2 separate regions of the Macaca mulatta genome follow, and region 1 is linked to region 2. A link is a contact called in public Hi-C data. All regions are on one chromosome and are shown on one strand. Each heading gives the region's core, a stretch centred on a gene start, on an enhancer-like site or on the middle of the called end of the contact. The rest is flanking DNA. Distances are from core to core; before and after follow the strand shown.

Evidence for each region. Hi-C and Micro-C count contacts between places; a contact is called where the count stands out from the background.
Region 1: a Hi-C map of sperm shows a contact between it and region 2, with 3 times the contacts expected there. The contact joins two enhancer-like sites. A contact is called at or near these places in 7 of 14 Hi-C or Micro-C datasets (CD4 T cells, blood, cortical neurons and 4 more).

Annotation. Positions count from the first base shown.
Region 1 is chr13:69,613,131-69,620,437 of T2T-MMU8v2.0, forward strand. It overlaps RTN4 (reticulon 4), which reads left to right. Exons shown (of 9, transcript NM_001205127.2): 3 at 356-2,758. Among named protein-coding and RNA genes, the nearest start is that of RTN4, 25 kb to the left of the region's middle. Within about 2 kb of position 1,566, at least 3 of the 40 cell types and tissues checked have an H3K27ac peak or open chromatin away from gene starts, as enhancers often do.
Region 2 is chr13:69,459,107-69,466,926 of T2T-MMU8v2.0, forward strand. It overlaps LOC114671707 (a long non-coding RNA gene), which reads right to left. Exons shown (of 4, transcript XR_013402773.1): 4 at 7,397-7,523. Among named protein-coding and RNA genes, the nearest start is that of CLHC1, 76 kb to the left of the region's middle. Within about 2 kb of position 4,460, at least 13 of the 40 cell types and tissues checked have an H3K27ac peak or open chromatin away from gene starts, as enhancers often do.

The DNA.
Region 1 (7,307 bases), core at 316-2,815, 150 kb after region 2:
CCCAGTGCCCCTTCTTTCCTATACTGTCACTCAAACTCTTTTCGCAGATATTCTTCTCTTCTCTAAAACTAGCTCTTAGTATCTTAGTTGATAACATTTGAGGTTTACTCAGACTTGATTTGTCTTTGCATAGCATGTAATTGCCTCTGTAGCCATGCATATGTTATATTTACAGTAGCTTAATATTTTCAGTAATGATTAAAGTCTACTCTATTGTTACTTATTAATTGCTATTAACATTTCATTTTAATAAACAGTAAGTCTTTACTAACACTATTTTGAATCTGTCATAAAACTTGCATTAACTCTGAGAACACTGGCATTCTCTAACTTTCCTTTCTGTCCATGGTCACAGAAAATATTATGGACTTGAAGGAGCAGCCAGGTAACACTATTTCGGCTGGTCAAGAGGATTTCCCATCTGTCCTGCTTGAAACTGCTGCTTCTCTTCCTTCTCTGTCTCCTCTCTCAGCTGCTTCTTTTAAAGAACATGAATACCTTGGTAATTTGTCAACAGTATTACCCACCGAAGGAACACTTCAAGAAACTGTCAATGAAGCTTCTAAAGAGTTCTCAGAGAAGGCAAAAACTCCACTTGTAGATAGAGATTTAACAGAGTTTTCAGAATTAGAATACTCAGAAATGGGATCATCATTCAATGTCTCTCCAAAAGCAGAATCTGCCATAATAGTAGCAAATCCTAGGGAAGAAATAATCGTGAAAAATAAAGAAGAAGAGAATTTAGTTAGTAATAACATCCTTCATAATCAACAAGAGTTGCCTATAGCTCTTACTAAATTGGTTAAAGAAGAGGATGAAGTTATGTCTTTAGAAAAAGCAAAAGACAGTTTTAATGAAAAGAGAATTGCAGTGGAAGCTCCTATAAGGGAGGAATACGCAGACTTCAAACCATTTGAGCGAGTATGGGAAGTGAAAGATAGTAAGGAAGATAGTGATGTGTTGGCTGCTGGAGGTAAAATCGAGAGCAAGTTGGAAAGTAAAGTGGATAAAAAAGGTTTTGCAGATAGCCTTGAGCAAACTAATCATGAAAAAGATAGTGAGAGTAGTAATGATGATACTTCTTTCCCCAGTACACCAGAAGCTATAAAGGATCGTTCAGAAGCATATATCACATGTGCTCCTTTTAACCCAGCAGCAACTGAGAGCATTGCAACAAACATTTTTCCTTTGTTAGGAGATCATACTTCAGAAAATAAGACCGATGAAAAAAAAATAGAAGAAAAGAAGGCCCAAATAGTAACAGAGAAGAATACTAGCACCAAAACATCAAACCCTTTTCTTGTAGCAGCACAGGATTCTGAGACAGATTATGTCACAACAGATAATTTAGGAAAGGTGACTGAGGAAGTAGTGGCAAACATGCCTGAAGGCCTGACTCCAGATTTAGTACAGGAAGCATGTGAAAGTGAATTGAATGAAGTTACTGGTACAAAGATTGCTTATGAAACAAAAATGGACTTGGTTCAAACATCAGAAGTTATGCAAGAGTCCCTCTATCCTGCAGCACAGCTTTGCCCATCATTTGAAGAATCAGAAGCTACTCCTTCGCCAGTTTTGCCTGACATTGTTATGGAAGCACCATTGAATTCTGCAGTTCCTAGTGCTGGTGCTTCGGCGGTACAGCCCAGCTCATCACCATTAGAAGCTTCTTCAGTTAATTATGAAAGCATAATACATGAGCCTGAAAACCCCCCACCATACGAAGAGGCCATGAGTGTATCACTAAAAAAAGTATCAGGAATAAAGGAAGAAATTAAAGAGCCTGAAAGCATTAATGCAGCTGTTCAAGAAACAGAAGCTCCTTATATATCTATTGCATGTGATTTAATTAAAGAAACAAAGCTTTCTGCTGAACCAACTCCAGATTTCTCTGATTATTCAGAAATGGCAAAAGTTGAACAGCCAGTGCCTGATCATTCTGAGCTAGTTGAAGATTCCTCACCTGATTCTGAACCAGTTGACTTATTTAGTGATGATTCCATACCTGACGTTCCACAAAAACAAGATGAAGCTGTGATGCTTGTGAAAGAAAATCTCCCTGAAACTTCATTTGAGTCAATGATAGAACATGAAAATAAGGAAAAACTTAGTGCTTTACCACCTGAGGGAGGAAAGCCATATTTGGAATCTTTCAAGCTCAATTTAGATAACACAAAAGATACCCTGTTACCTGATGAAGTTTCAACATTGAGCAAAAAGGAGAAAATTCCTTTGCAGATGGAGGAGCTCAGTACTGCAGTTTATTCAGATGATGACTTATTTCTTTCTAAGGAAGCACAAGTAAGAGAAACTGAAACATTTTCAGATTCATCTCCAATTGAAATTATAGATGAGTTCCCTACATTGATCAGTTCTAAAACTGATTCATTTTCTAAATTAGCCAGGGAATATACTGACCTAGAAGTATCCCACAAAAGTGAAATTGCTAATGCCCCGGGTGGAGCTGGGTCATTGCCTTGCACAGAATTGCCCCATGACCTTTCTTTGAAGAACATACAACCCAAAGTTGAAGAGAAAATCAGTTTCTCAGATGACTTTTCCAAAAATGGGTCTGCTACATCAAAGGTGCTCTTATTGCCTCCAGATGTTTCTGCTTTGACCACTCAAGCAGAGATAGGCGGCATAGTTAAACCCAAAGTTCTTATGAAAGAAGCTGAGAAAAATCTTCCTTCTGATACAGAAAAGGAGGACAGATCACCATCTGCTATATTTTCAGCAGAGCTGAGTAAAACTTCAGGTAATCCAATCTATATGCATTTTGTGCTTTCATACCACTTTTTGACTTAGGGAACATTCCACTACATTTTGTGTTTTATGTTATGTTTATAGTGTCTAATATGTCACATTGATAAGAAGTCTTCTCCACTTTCTCACTTAAAGGTTGTAGTGGTTTTTCTAACTCTCTTGCACTCAGCATTCACCCTTAACTTTTCCACACAGTTACACTTTTATAATGCACTATGGAACTATTAATAGAAAATATTTCTGTTTATAAGAATTAACTTTAGTACCTATTTATTTATTTATTTCACTTGTTTTTCTTGATAACATGAAGAGCAAGAGATATTAAAATATTTTCAGATGTGTTTTTGTTATCCCAGAAATTATCATATTTAATTTTTAAAGAACATTTCTGTAGCATGTTTTAAATATTTCAATATAGTATAGTACTTTTCCAGTGGTAGGTATAAAGTTAGGCATATTGAGTGTAGACTTTTTGTTGAAAAGTATAAATTGAGTTATGCTTTATGAATTATTTTGAAAAGTACCAATTCTCCTTTTTTTCTTTTGACTATCCATTTTACACATACCTGATTTGCATAAGGTGATTTGCACATGTGCTCTTTATTAGTATTCTGATTTGGCTACGTTTTCTCTAAAATAGTGATTAGGATAAATTTACTGAATATGCTTATGTATGTAAGTGCTGGTGCTTCAGCAGTACGGTCCAGCTCATCACCATTGGAACAGTGGTAGACCAGTTGCTATAATGTAAGAAAGAGGAGATTATGAACATTGAGGCAGTGGGATGAGCACAGAGACATAGGACTTGGTGTTTGATGGATAAGGACGTAAAGGATGAGGGGAAGAAGTAAAGATGACCCCAGGAACCCTGGATTTCATTCTTGGCATGTGCACATGTATGGATGGCAGTATGAGAAACTGAGATAGGGAACATGAGAGATTAAAGTAGATTTAAGAAGGAAAATACAAATTCGGTTTTGAATATGTTGGTATTGATGTACATACCTTTAAGATATCCAGTAAGTTATGGATATTATACATATGCAGCTCTTGAGAGAGATCTTGGCTGTATGTGTCTGTCGTGGGCTTAATATCATCCGGGGAGAATCAAGAGAAGAGGACTACTTGAAGGTGGAAGGTCAAAATTATCAAATACTAGAGAGGTCAGTTAAGGATTGCAAGTTGGTCAAAAAGGAGGGAAGGTGTTGGCATGACAGCGGCAAATGGTGTGGTGTGCTTGGGCATGGCTAGGATTGAGAAGTGAACGAGATTTGAGCAAATCAGTAGTAAATGTTGATTACTCTTAAGAAGTTTGAATGTTTTACTGGAGAAAAATCAAAATATTAGCAAGCAGGAAGGAGAGTATGTAGTGGAGGAAGGGCCTTTTTTTTTTTTTCCTTCTTTTTTTAAGATGAGAAGGGGAAAATCTGATTACAGGTGCTGGCAGAAAGTCAGAAGGGGATAGGGAATGTGCTCCCTGGTTCAGGTGGAAGAATTAGCATTACAAGGAAGGATACAGCTTTGATTGTAGTGAGTGGAAAGGAAAGTGTGGGTATTCATACTGTTAGGGTTTTGTGGCTGAAAGTTGAGGGAATTATTTGCTGGTTTATGTTTATTCTTTAAAGCAGTATGTTAGTTCATTTGCTAGGAATGAACTAGGTCATGATTGGGTGGAAGAGGTCTGCAATACCTCTGACTAGGGAAACCAAAGGCATGGTATTAGGAGCCTAATCAAGGTCGAAAGGTGGTCTCAATGGTAGGGTGACTTTTCTTTGACTGTGCCAAACAACCTAGGTATGGATTCAGAGAAGGCAAATGGTTGTAGTGACTCAAGGATGTGTTTTGGTAGGTGGGCCCTATGGAAGGACAGTAAGTCAAGAAAGTCGAGGCTGATAGCGAGAGAGTAATTTGAAGTGATGGACTGTGGCATCTAAGTTGAAGGATGTGAATAGAAAAAGGTAGGAGAGGTAGGAGGAGAGTAGATGGTCAGTGAACTCAAGGCCCAAATTAGGTTTAAGAACCAAGAGTAGTAGGAATAAATACATGCCAGAATGATAGGAGATTGTGGTCAGAGGAGGGGAGAGAGAGAAAGAATGAATGCGCGGGATAGCAGGGTGTGTGTGTGTGTGTGTGTGTGTGTGTGTGTGTGTGTGTGATGTTGAATTTAGAATTTCAGAGAAATAGCAGTTCAGGTTGATTATAATGGCCAGTGATAGGCCATGAGGCAAAGGCCTACTGTGTAGTCAGATTAGGATTGCTAGAGGTGAGGTCAAGTAAACTATGAGGCCGTGATACTGGATTGCACTTCTACCTAACATTGAAGTCACCCAGGATGATGGCAGGACTAGGGGTGGAGAGGAAGACTGGGGTAAGAGTCTGTGGTAAAGGGCAGTGAGGTAACTGGAGGATGGTAGATAGAAGAAATGAGGAAGGATAGAGAATGACATAGTGGAATAGCCAAGACTTTGCCCAAGGCCTCTGAAATAAAGTTTGGTGAGCAGTGGGTACTGACCTCCCCCCGCCTCCCTTAGGTGTGTAGAGTATGAGAGAACGATTGAGCCTTCATTTAGCAAGTTGCACAGGGAAAGCAGTATCCTCAAGGAAGAGCCGGGTTTTAGTGAAGATGAGGTAAAGGCAGGAATGTTCAGTAAAGAAGTTGAGGATTAGAGGAGCTGGTTCACAGTGGAAGGGGGTTTCAAACAGCACAGTAAAATGGTTTAGGAGGGAAGAGTAGAAAGAAGGGTCTTAGAAGCCCAGAGCAGTGTGGTGATGACTGGTGAAGAGCAAGGAGTAATCAGTATAGCAACGCCTTTGAAGTCTCCCTTCCCCACCAGTGCTCCCTCCCGAAACTTAAAGCTAGCAGTTCTCTGGTAGATGTGGCCCTCAGGAATTTCAGTATTTCAGGAGTCACCTGCTTCTTGGATTGTTTTTGTTAAACGTGGGAAATCTATAGCCTAATAGTTTAGAAGAAAGGGAAGAAAAGGGGGCATTGCCTTTGAAAGCTTAATGGGGATGGTAGAAGAAAGTGTAAGCAATGCTTGGGCATTCTCTTTTAGAATATGTTTATCTCCCTTCTCTGAGAAAATTGGTATTTCCTGCCTTTTTGACTTCACCTTTTTTGATATTAGTTATCATAGCAACTTACTAGGGAATAGAGAATTATTTAGAACACCCAGTATATGTATTCTACAAAAGTTATGGGAAGGAAACCCAGTATTACTGTAATGAAAACAATATAGGTGACCTGAGGTTTTAGTCTTGACTATACCATTGACAATCACTTTGTTTCTCTACATGTCAGTTTCCTTTTCTATAAAAGGAAGGGTGGATTAGCTCAAGTCCTTGCAACTTAATAATTTTCTTGACTTGATTATATAACAGGCATCTGTTAAAAGCAGGTAAGTAGTGGCTGAGCTTGGTGGCTCATGCCTGTAATCCCAGCTCTCAGGGAGGCAGAGGTGGGAGGATGGCTTGAGCCCAGGAGTTCGAGACCTGCCTGGGCAATATAGCAGGACCCTGTTCTCCAAAAAAAAAAGGAAAAAAAAAGACCCCCCCCCCCAAAAAAATAGGTGTAAAATCAGGTAAGAGTTGCTTTAACATGCTTATATCAAGCACTATACGAGATTTTTTTGGGGGGTGGGGGAGGGGAAAAGATGAAACTAAGACGAGGTTTTGCCCTTATGCAACTTACAGCCAGCTGGTGTAGACACACTGTTGAGGACGTAGTTAAACATTGTATAGTGAGGATAGGTACTTACCTCTCTGTCTTCCTGAAAGTGAAGTTTAAGTGTACCGAAGTCAAATGTACCAAAATACAGCAATGGTCTTATAAAACGTAAGGGAAGCTCTCTTATCAGATGGCTTAAAAGTTTTTTGCCATCTCTAATTATGAAATACTTAAGTGTGTTTTTTTAAAAATTCTGGGTCATTTTACTGTATATGCATTTAAACATTAAAAGTATTAAATAATAAAATACTGATTTCCTCAGATCATTTATTATCTCATATGTTCTTTTGTTTTTTTTGAGACAGGTTCTTGCTGTGTCACCCAGGCTGAAGTGCAGTGGTGCGATTATGGCTCACTGCAGCCTTGACTTCCCAGGGTCAGGTGGTCCTCAGCCTCCCAAGTAACTGGGACCACAGGCTCATGTCACTATGCCCGGCTAATTATTTTTGTAGAGAGGAGGTCTTGCCTTGTTGCCCAGGCTGGTCTCAAACTCCTGGGTTCAAGGATCCTCCTGCCGCTGCCTCTCAAAGTGCTGGGATTACAGGCGTAAGCCTCCAGGCCTTTCCTGTTCTTGTTTTCTTAAAATGACATTTTGTAGGCAGAAATCAGTTTTAGTTTTAGGAAGAAAGACTGATTTTGCAAGAGAGGTGAATAAGGTATTATGATGCAGATGGTGCTTTATTAATTTGGGGGAGTCAGGTTTGTCAAGAAACTAATGAATTCTGGTCTTCTTCCCCCCTCCATTTATAAAGAAATGTGTGACAAACTATATTCTTACTATTGCAATGTAAATACTGATTTTTTTTCTCAGTAA
Region 2 (7,820 bases), core at 3,210-5,709:
TTGAGACAGTCTTGCTCTGTCACCCAGGCTGGAGTACAGTGACGCAATCTCAGCTCACTACAACCTCCGTCTCCTAAGTTCAAGCGATTCTCCTGCCTCAGCCTCCTGAGTAGCTGAGATTACAGGTGCCCACCACCACACCCAGATAATTTTTGTATTTTTAGTAGAAATGGGATTTCACCATGTTGGCCAGGCTGGTCTCAAACTCCTGACCTCAAGTGATCCATCTGCTTCGGCCTTCCAAAGTGCTGGGATTACAGGCGTGAGCCGCCATGCCTGGCCTCCATCAACTTTAAATGAAGCTTTTTGAGTGGATAAAGATAGTAAAGAATTACCATATTTTCTCATTTGGTGCCGGGCACGGTGGCTCATGCCTGTAATCCCAGCACTTTCGGAGGCTGAAGCAGGTGGATCACGAGATCAGGAGATCGAGACTATCCTGGCTAACATGGTGAAACCCTGTCTCTACTAAAAATACAAAAAATTAGCAGGGCATCGTGGCAGGTGCCTGTAGTCCCAGCTACTCAGGAGGCTGAGGCAGGAGAATGGCATGAACCCGGGAGGTGGAGCTTGCTGTGAGCCCAGATTGCGCCACTGTACTCCAGCCTGGGCGACAGAGCAAGCTCCGTCTCAAAAAAAAAAAAAAAAAAAAAAAAAAAATTACCTTTTTTTCTCATTTGGAAAAGCCTGCTGCAGAATACCCAATTTACTGATGTAACAGAAGCAGAAGGGAGGATAAAGGATAGAGCTACTATGTGGAAGCCAATCCAGTATGGAGGCCATTTTGGTTTCTAATGCAGAGGAACGTGTAAGATAACATAGATGCAATCTGTGTGTAGAAAGAGAAAAAGGTACAGAGTCCTTAAGTAATTTTGACTTCCCCCAACCCCACTCTAAAAAATTAATCTATAGTATTCTTCCCCTACTGTATGCCATAAGCTTGGTTAAGAAGTAGTAGTATAGTTTTAAAATAGAGGCTACAAAATTACATTTTGAAGATTTGCCTATATGGATCCTTGTCTCTATCCAGTTAGCTCTTCAGTGGAAATTCCACTGTGGCTGTGGGGGGGTTTCCATTATCATGTTGTATATAAACTGCAGCAATAATCACCACCAAGCATTTTTAGCTCTCCATTGGGTGCAAACTCTACCTTTAAACTCCCATGTGTATTAATGTGTTAGGGCCACACTGAGAAGGATCCACCTTTTCCACTCAAGGAACAGTTGTGTGGGCTAAATTCTGTTTTCTTGTTTTATTAGGTCAGATAATAAAGATACTATCATAAATAGAGTGAGCTTTAGGTGAGTTTGTGCTTAACAGGAAGGGCATGTCACCCTTCCACCACTTTGGTTGTACACAGATCAGAATGTGTAACAACACATTCCCATCCATTTTCTCCTGGAACTCTTCCTTCACCTCATACTGCTCACACATTTTGACTATGTTGTTGTTGTTGCTGTTGTTGTTTGAGGTGGAGTTTCCCTCTGTCGCTCAGGCTGGAGGGCAGTGGCGCGATCTCGGCTCACTGCAACCTCCGCCTTCCGGGTTCAAGTGATTCTCTTGCCTCAGCCTCCTGAGTAGCTGAGACTACAGGCGCCCCCCACCATGCCTGGCTAATTTTTGTATTTTTAGTAGAGATGGAGTTTCACCATGTTGTCCAGACTGGTCTCAAACTCCTGACCTCAGGTGATCTGCCCGCCTCGGCCTCCCAAAGTGCTGGGATTACAGGCATGAGTCACCATGCCCGGCCTGCTCACACATTTTGAAAATGTACATTTTGGAAGCAGCCCCCAGCAGTGGGACTGAATTGTCAAAGATTTTTGCCAAATTGCTTGAAGAGTTAGGCGTTTATGAATTAACGATCATGAGTTTTGATTGCAGGCCCTGACCAATCCAAAGAGTTTAAAAAGTCAGTTTAAAAAGTCAGCTTGAAAAGTCTTCATGCTGTTTTTGGCCAGCCTTCCTGAGGTGAGTACTTAATATTGATCAGCTTCTGAACACAACATCAAGAAACAGGTTTGTGCTGCTACTAGGATCAATAATAAGGATGGGAAAAGCATTGGCAGAGAGATTCCAGTGGCCTTCCAGATTGCAGTGCAGAGACCCTGCTTGCATCAGAGCTTTAATCTTGGCATCAGAGAATGTGACTCTCCCTGTTTTCATGAGGGTGCAGGGACAGGGAGAATAATTGCCAAGGCTATTCCTTCTATTCCTTTGCCCAGGTTGGTCCCTTAGAGATGGGGAAAACTCCTTTATGCTATTTGTGTATATAAATAGTCTCCAAGATTCCTCTACCCTCTGGGTATGCTTTTTCAGGTGTCAAATGAACATGATAATATTTTCTAAGAGATGATTTTCATGCTGACCATTTCTGTAAGGAACAAGAGGTCTTGAAGAGCTCATAACACCAGTAGCAAATACCAGAAAAAGGTGCGTTATCTTAAACCCAAGTGACACATAAATTAGATATCAATAAGATTACAGCTACTCCTATTCTGTGATTTGTAATCCATGAAAAATTGCTCACAAAATGAATATTTCCTAAATGAAATAGGACTGAAATAGTTATTTTGAAGAAATTTTCCTGGGAATGCTCTGTTAAATGAATCGCCAATTCCTAATTTATCTGCCTGATAAATGTTAGCTTTGCCTAATGCAAGGTATCCCATTGATAGGGATAATAGCAGGCACCACAAGCACTTGTTAAAATCATCTTTGCTTAAATGCTAAATAGAATATTGAAACTAGTTTTGAGGCTTCACATTAAGAAAACTATTACTGGGCTGGACGCGGTGGCTCAAGCCTGTAATCCCAGCACTTTGGGAGGCCGAGATGGGCGGATCACGAGGTCAGGAGATCGAGACCATCCTGGCTAACACCGTGAAACCTCGTCTCTACTAAAAAATACAAAAAACTAGCCGGGCGAGGTGGCGGGCGCCTGTAGTTCCAGCTACTCGGGAGGCTGAGGCAGGAGAATGGCATAAACCCGGAAGGCGGAGCTTGCAGTGAGCTGAGATCCGGCCACTGCACTCCAGCCTGGGCGACAGAGCAAGACTCCGTCTCAAAAAAAAAGAAAAAGAAAAAAAACTATTACTAATTTTGAGCATGTATAGATCATGGAGATGTAGAAAGAAAAGTTGGAGGAATGGGGTTATTCAATCTGGGAAGAAAAGAACAGTTCTGCCTTTGAGTGTCCAAAAGCCTTCACATTAAGGAGACAACCAACTCTAAGCCACATGAGCCACAGAACTAAATAATAAACAATTTTTATTTGACACAATAATTTGCTGATGGTGGAGATCGTGAAGGCTGATATTGGGTGAATAAAGAAAGTTGTAGAAGGAGCTACTCTGAAGGTCTTAAAAAATAAATGAGTTGCTCTCTTCCGTTTGATATAATTATGGTAGTTTCTGGGTTTTGGAGGAGTCCTTAAGAAAATTCTTGAGATGATCTTTTTTGAGAAGACTTGTGCAACACTCAAAATTACTTAATCCAACAACCATTTCCTGATTACCTACTAAAAGATGAATAAGACATCCTGTCTATCTCGTGGGTACTTGCAATCTAGAAGTAAAGTTGTACATAAACAATTGTAATACAACATGGTAGAGTTAAAATGGAAACATTTACAGAACAATGACCTTTCTTGGTTAGGATTTACTAGAATATGTGCCAGTTTGACTCAGTAGATGGCAGCAGAGATGCCAGCAAGACCTTCAGTGATTTGAATTGTTTCTATGGGGAAGAAGTGAGGCTGGTCCTATTGTTTCTAGTCACATTTTTCAATACAGTCATATTTTCTGGTTGGAAAGCTTGAGCAGCTCGAGGACCATTCTTGGGGGATTTGTGTTCTTAAGAAGATAGCCCTTTAAAGAAAAAAGTTACTCTATATGAAAATATGTAAACAGGCCGGGCGCGGTGGCTCAAGCCTGTAATCCCAGCACTTTGGGAGGCCGAGACGGGCGGATCACAAGGTCAGGAGATCGAGACCATCCTGGCTAACATGGTGAAACCCCGTCTCTACTAAAAATACAAAAAAACTAGCCGGGCGAGGTGGCGGGCGCCTGTAGTCCCAGCTACTCGGGAGGCTGAGGCAGGAGAATGGCGCAAACCCGGGAGGCGGAGCTTGCAGTGAGCTGAGATCCGGCCACTGCACTCCAGCCTGGGCGACACAGCGAGACTCCGTCTCAAAAAAAAAAAAAAAAAAAAAAAAAAGAAAATATGTAAACATCCAAGCACTTTTTAATATTTAGCTTTTCAGTGAAATAGGGATGAGGGTGGGGTGAGTGGGGTGAGTCCAGGCCTGGAGAGAGGGCTTTGTTTTCTAAACATAGAATTTATTTTCAAGGCACTTCAAAGGCTGTATTGTAGTAGGATCCTGCTCGTTATGCAGCAATCCTACACTGTTAGACGCTTGACCAGGCCCCTCGTGGCTTGGCTGACTTTTCTGTTTGTGCTGCTTTGGGTTGAAGCACAGGCTAGTTGAAGAGTTGTTGCTGATGCCGTAACTGTAGCTTTGAAACCTTCTGGCATGCTCAGTGTATTCTTCAGGAAACTAAGAAATGTAGACTTGAAAATAACCCAAGCCGGACAACTTGTTGCCAGATCGTGGGGAGTTTGTTCTCCCAAAATCATTGAGATGGTTTCAAAACTAACTGAAGAGAGTGCCTGGTTATTCTGCTTGCACAGTGCTCAAGCCTTGATTCAAAGTGGAGCAGTGAGATTAGTACAGAGGTGAAAGCAAGAGGCATCTCTGTATGCCTCTGAAGCAGACCCTAGCCTAGGAAGTAATTCTGAGACTTCTTTATTATTTTCTGACCAGAACTGCCAGCTCACGGATCCCCACATACCACATAGCTTTTGAAGGGAGACTGTAAGCCAAGGTTAAGTCTTCTTTCACCCCACAGTTGGGGTTTTCTTTGTTGTCTTTGTTCCTCAGCTCTGTCTCCATCAAAAACAAGATAATGAGCTTGTTGGTCAAGCGGCTTGTAATTTTCCCAGGTCAGCTGAGTGTCTAGAGAAGGAGAAACAAGGCCTGAAGATTCCTGAGTAGTTGAATACATTTAGGAGGACAGAGAATTATTTGTAAGTCAGGGTTTCTCAACCTCAGCACTATTGATAGTTTGGACGGGATAATTCTTTGTTATGTGAGGTTGTCCTGTGACCTTGTAGATACAGGACACTAGATGCCAATAATCACCCTTCCCCACCCCAGTTCCCCTGGCTATCAGAAATGGTGTGAGGCCATGCCCAGTGGTTTAGCACCACTAGTGTGAGTTTTCCTCATGAGTATAAAAACTCTACCATTCCACAGTTAAATGTCATAATTACTGGGTGGGTCTTCTGTAAAGAGGGTCAGAGATTGCAAAGGGCCTGGACCTCCATTATTTCTTTCTCCAACATAAATTACTACTTATCATTGCAGATCCAGAAGGCATCTTTTTTTTTTTTTTTTTTTTTTTTTTTTTGAGATGGAGTCTTGCTCTGTCGCCAGGCTGGAGTGCAGTGGCGCCATCTGGGTTCACCCAACCTCCGACTCCCTGGTTCAAGCGATTCTCCTGCCTCAGCCTCTTGAGTAGCTGGAATTAGGGGCACACACCACGGCGCCCTACTAATTTTTGTATTTTTAGTAGAGACAGTGTTTCACCATATTGGCCAGGATGGTCTCAATCTCCTGACCTCATGATCCACCCACCTCAGCCTCCCAAAGTGCTGGGATTAAAGGAGTGAGCTACCGCACCTGGCCCAGAAAACATCTTGAGCTTTTTTTTCTTTTTTATTTTTGAGACGGAGTCTCACTCTTTCACCCAGGCTGGAGTGCAGTGGCCGGATCTCAGCTCACTGCAAGATCCGCCTCCCGGGTTCACGCCATTCTCCTGCCTCAGACTCCCGAGTAGCTGGGACTACAGGCGCCCGCCACCAGGCCCCGCTAATTCTTTTGTATTTTTAGTAGAGACGGGGGGTTTCACCGTGTTAGCCAGGATGGTCTCAATCTCCCGACCTCGTGATCCGCCCGCCTTGGCCTCCCAAAGTGCTGGGATTACAGGCTTGAGCCACTACGCCCGGCCACATCTTGAGCTTTGTACGTGGAAACAAACAAACAAACGAAACAAAACAGGCCTTATCTCACTTTCAACTCAGAAATCTAAGTATGTCAGGGATTCTTGCTAAGACAGAAGTAACTGATGTGCTCAGATTTCTCTTGTAGGCAGAAGCATATCACCTTCAAGCATGAGCTGCCTGCCTTCCGAACTCTGCAGACCGCCTCTTCCGTTCTCTGGGGCACGTTGGCTTCTCTGTTCCTAGGTTTAACCTTTCTTCTTCCCACCTCTTGATCCCTTTATGTCTTCAGCTAGGAGCCCAGTCAGAGTCTCCAGGCTGTGGAAATGCTTGCTTGGAAGAGTGGGAACCAAAGTGCCCTCAGTGGCTTTAGAATGTGATTTGTTATTGCATCCACTTGTGCCATTTGCCACAGAGGATGATAAAGGTGGCTCTAATAGGTGAGAAATTGGCATAGCCATTAAACTGACTGACATTCAAACCAAGCTTTATTACAGAAAGCTACAGAGATGATAGGATTGAAAACATGACCTTTTGCCAGAAAGCTAGTGGGAAATAGGATCATTAACCTTGAAGAAATATTAAAGATTAACCATAAAGGATTACTGAATGGAGAACCTTATACATGTTTTCTACTTCTGCTTGAGACAACAAAAAGAAATTAACACAGGAATTTAATTGAAATTAAAACTTTAAATTATTGCAGGGAGGCATTTTTGAGAGTTAGGGTTTATGAACTTTATAGGGGTGACAGTACCGAGGGTGGGTTTGGAGCGCTCTTTAAAGGTTTTTTTTTTTTTTTTTTTTTTTTTTTTGAGACGGAGTCTCGCTGTGTCTCCCAGGCTGGAGTGCAGTGGCACGATCTCGGCTCACTGCAAGCTCCGCCTCCCGGGTTCCTGCCATTCTCCCGCCTCAGCCTCCTGAGTAGCTGAGACTACAGGCGCCCGCCACCACGCCCAGCTAGTTTTTTGTATTTTTAGTAGAGACGGGGTTTCACCGTGTTAGCCAGGATAGTCTCGATCTCCTGACCTCGTGATCCACCCGCCTCGGCCTCCCAAAGTGCTGGGATTACAGGCTTGAGCCACCGCGCCCGGCCTTTAAAGGTTTTAAGAAGTGGCTGTACCTATATCTGACTGATGGGTTGAGGAAGGGCAGGTCCTGTAAGGGAAGGGATCACCTTTTCAGTCCCCCTGCTCTGATGTTTTGATGGCCCAATACACATGTTGTGGTTGACCGTGAGGTGGCACCAAACTTAATTCTCTAAATAAGGACTTGGGCACTGTTCTTCACGGTGTGAGTTACCTGACCAGACTCAGCAGATGACAATCTTCTCTCTGCCTTCAGCAGGGCTCTGCACATTGACTTCACAAGCAGTGTTGTGGGTAGGGCTCCCCGAAAAGCTGACTCTGAGACAGAGGTTTGTGTGCAGGCTGTTCATTAGGAAGGGCTCTCCATATCCACACTGTGGAAGGGAAGAGAAGAAAGCAGGGTTGGGCAGAGGGAGAAGCTAAGCTCTGAAGCAGTCCCAGCAAAGAGCTCAGCTGACCACTTGGAATGCACTGAAGCTGGGAGGGCTCTTCTGAGGTATCCCCAGTTGGTGTGTGGAGCCAGGCCTTTAGACTCCTGTGGATGAGTCACTGGATAAGGGGCTGCCACTGGAAGTAGGCATGACTTGGGCAGGGTAGTTTCCTTCAGCCCAGGGAGTCCCTAAGAGTGCTGATGGCCAAGGATCTTGCTCTAGCAGCTTTTTGACCATGTG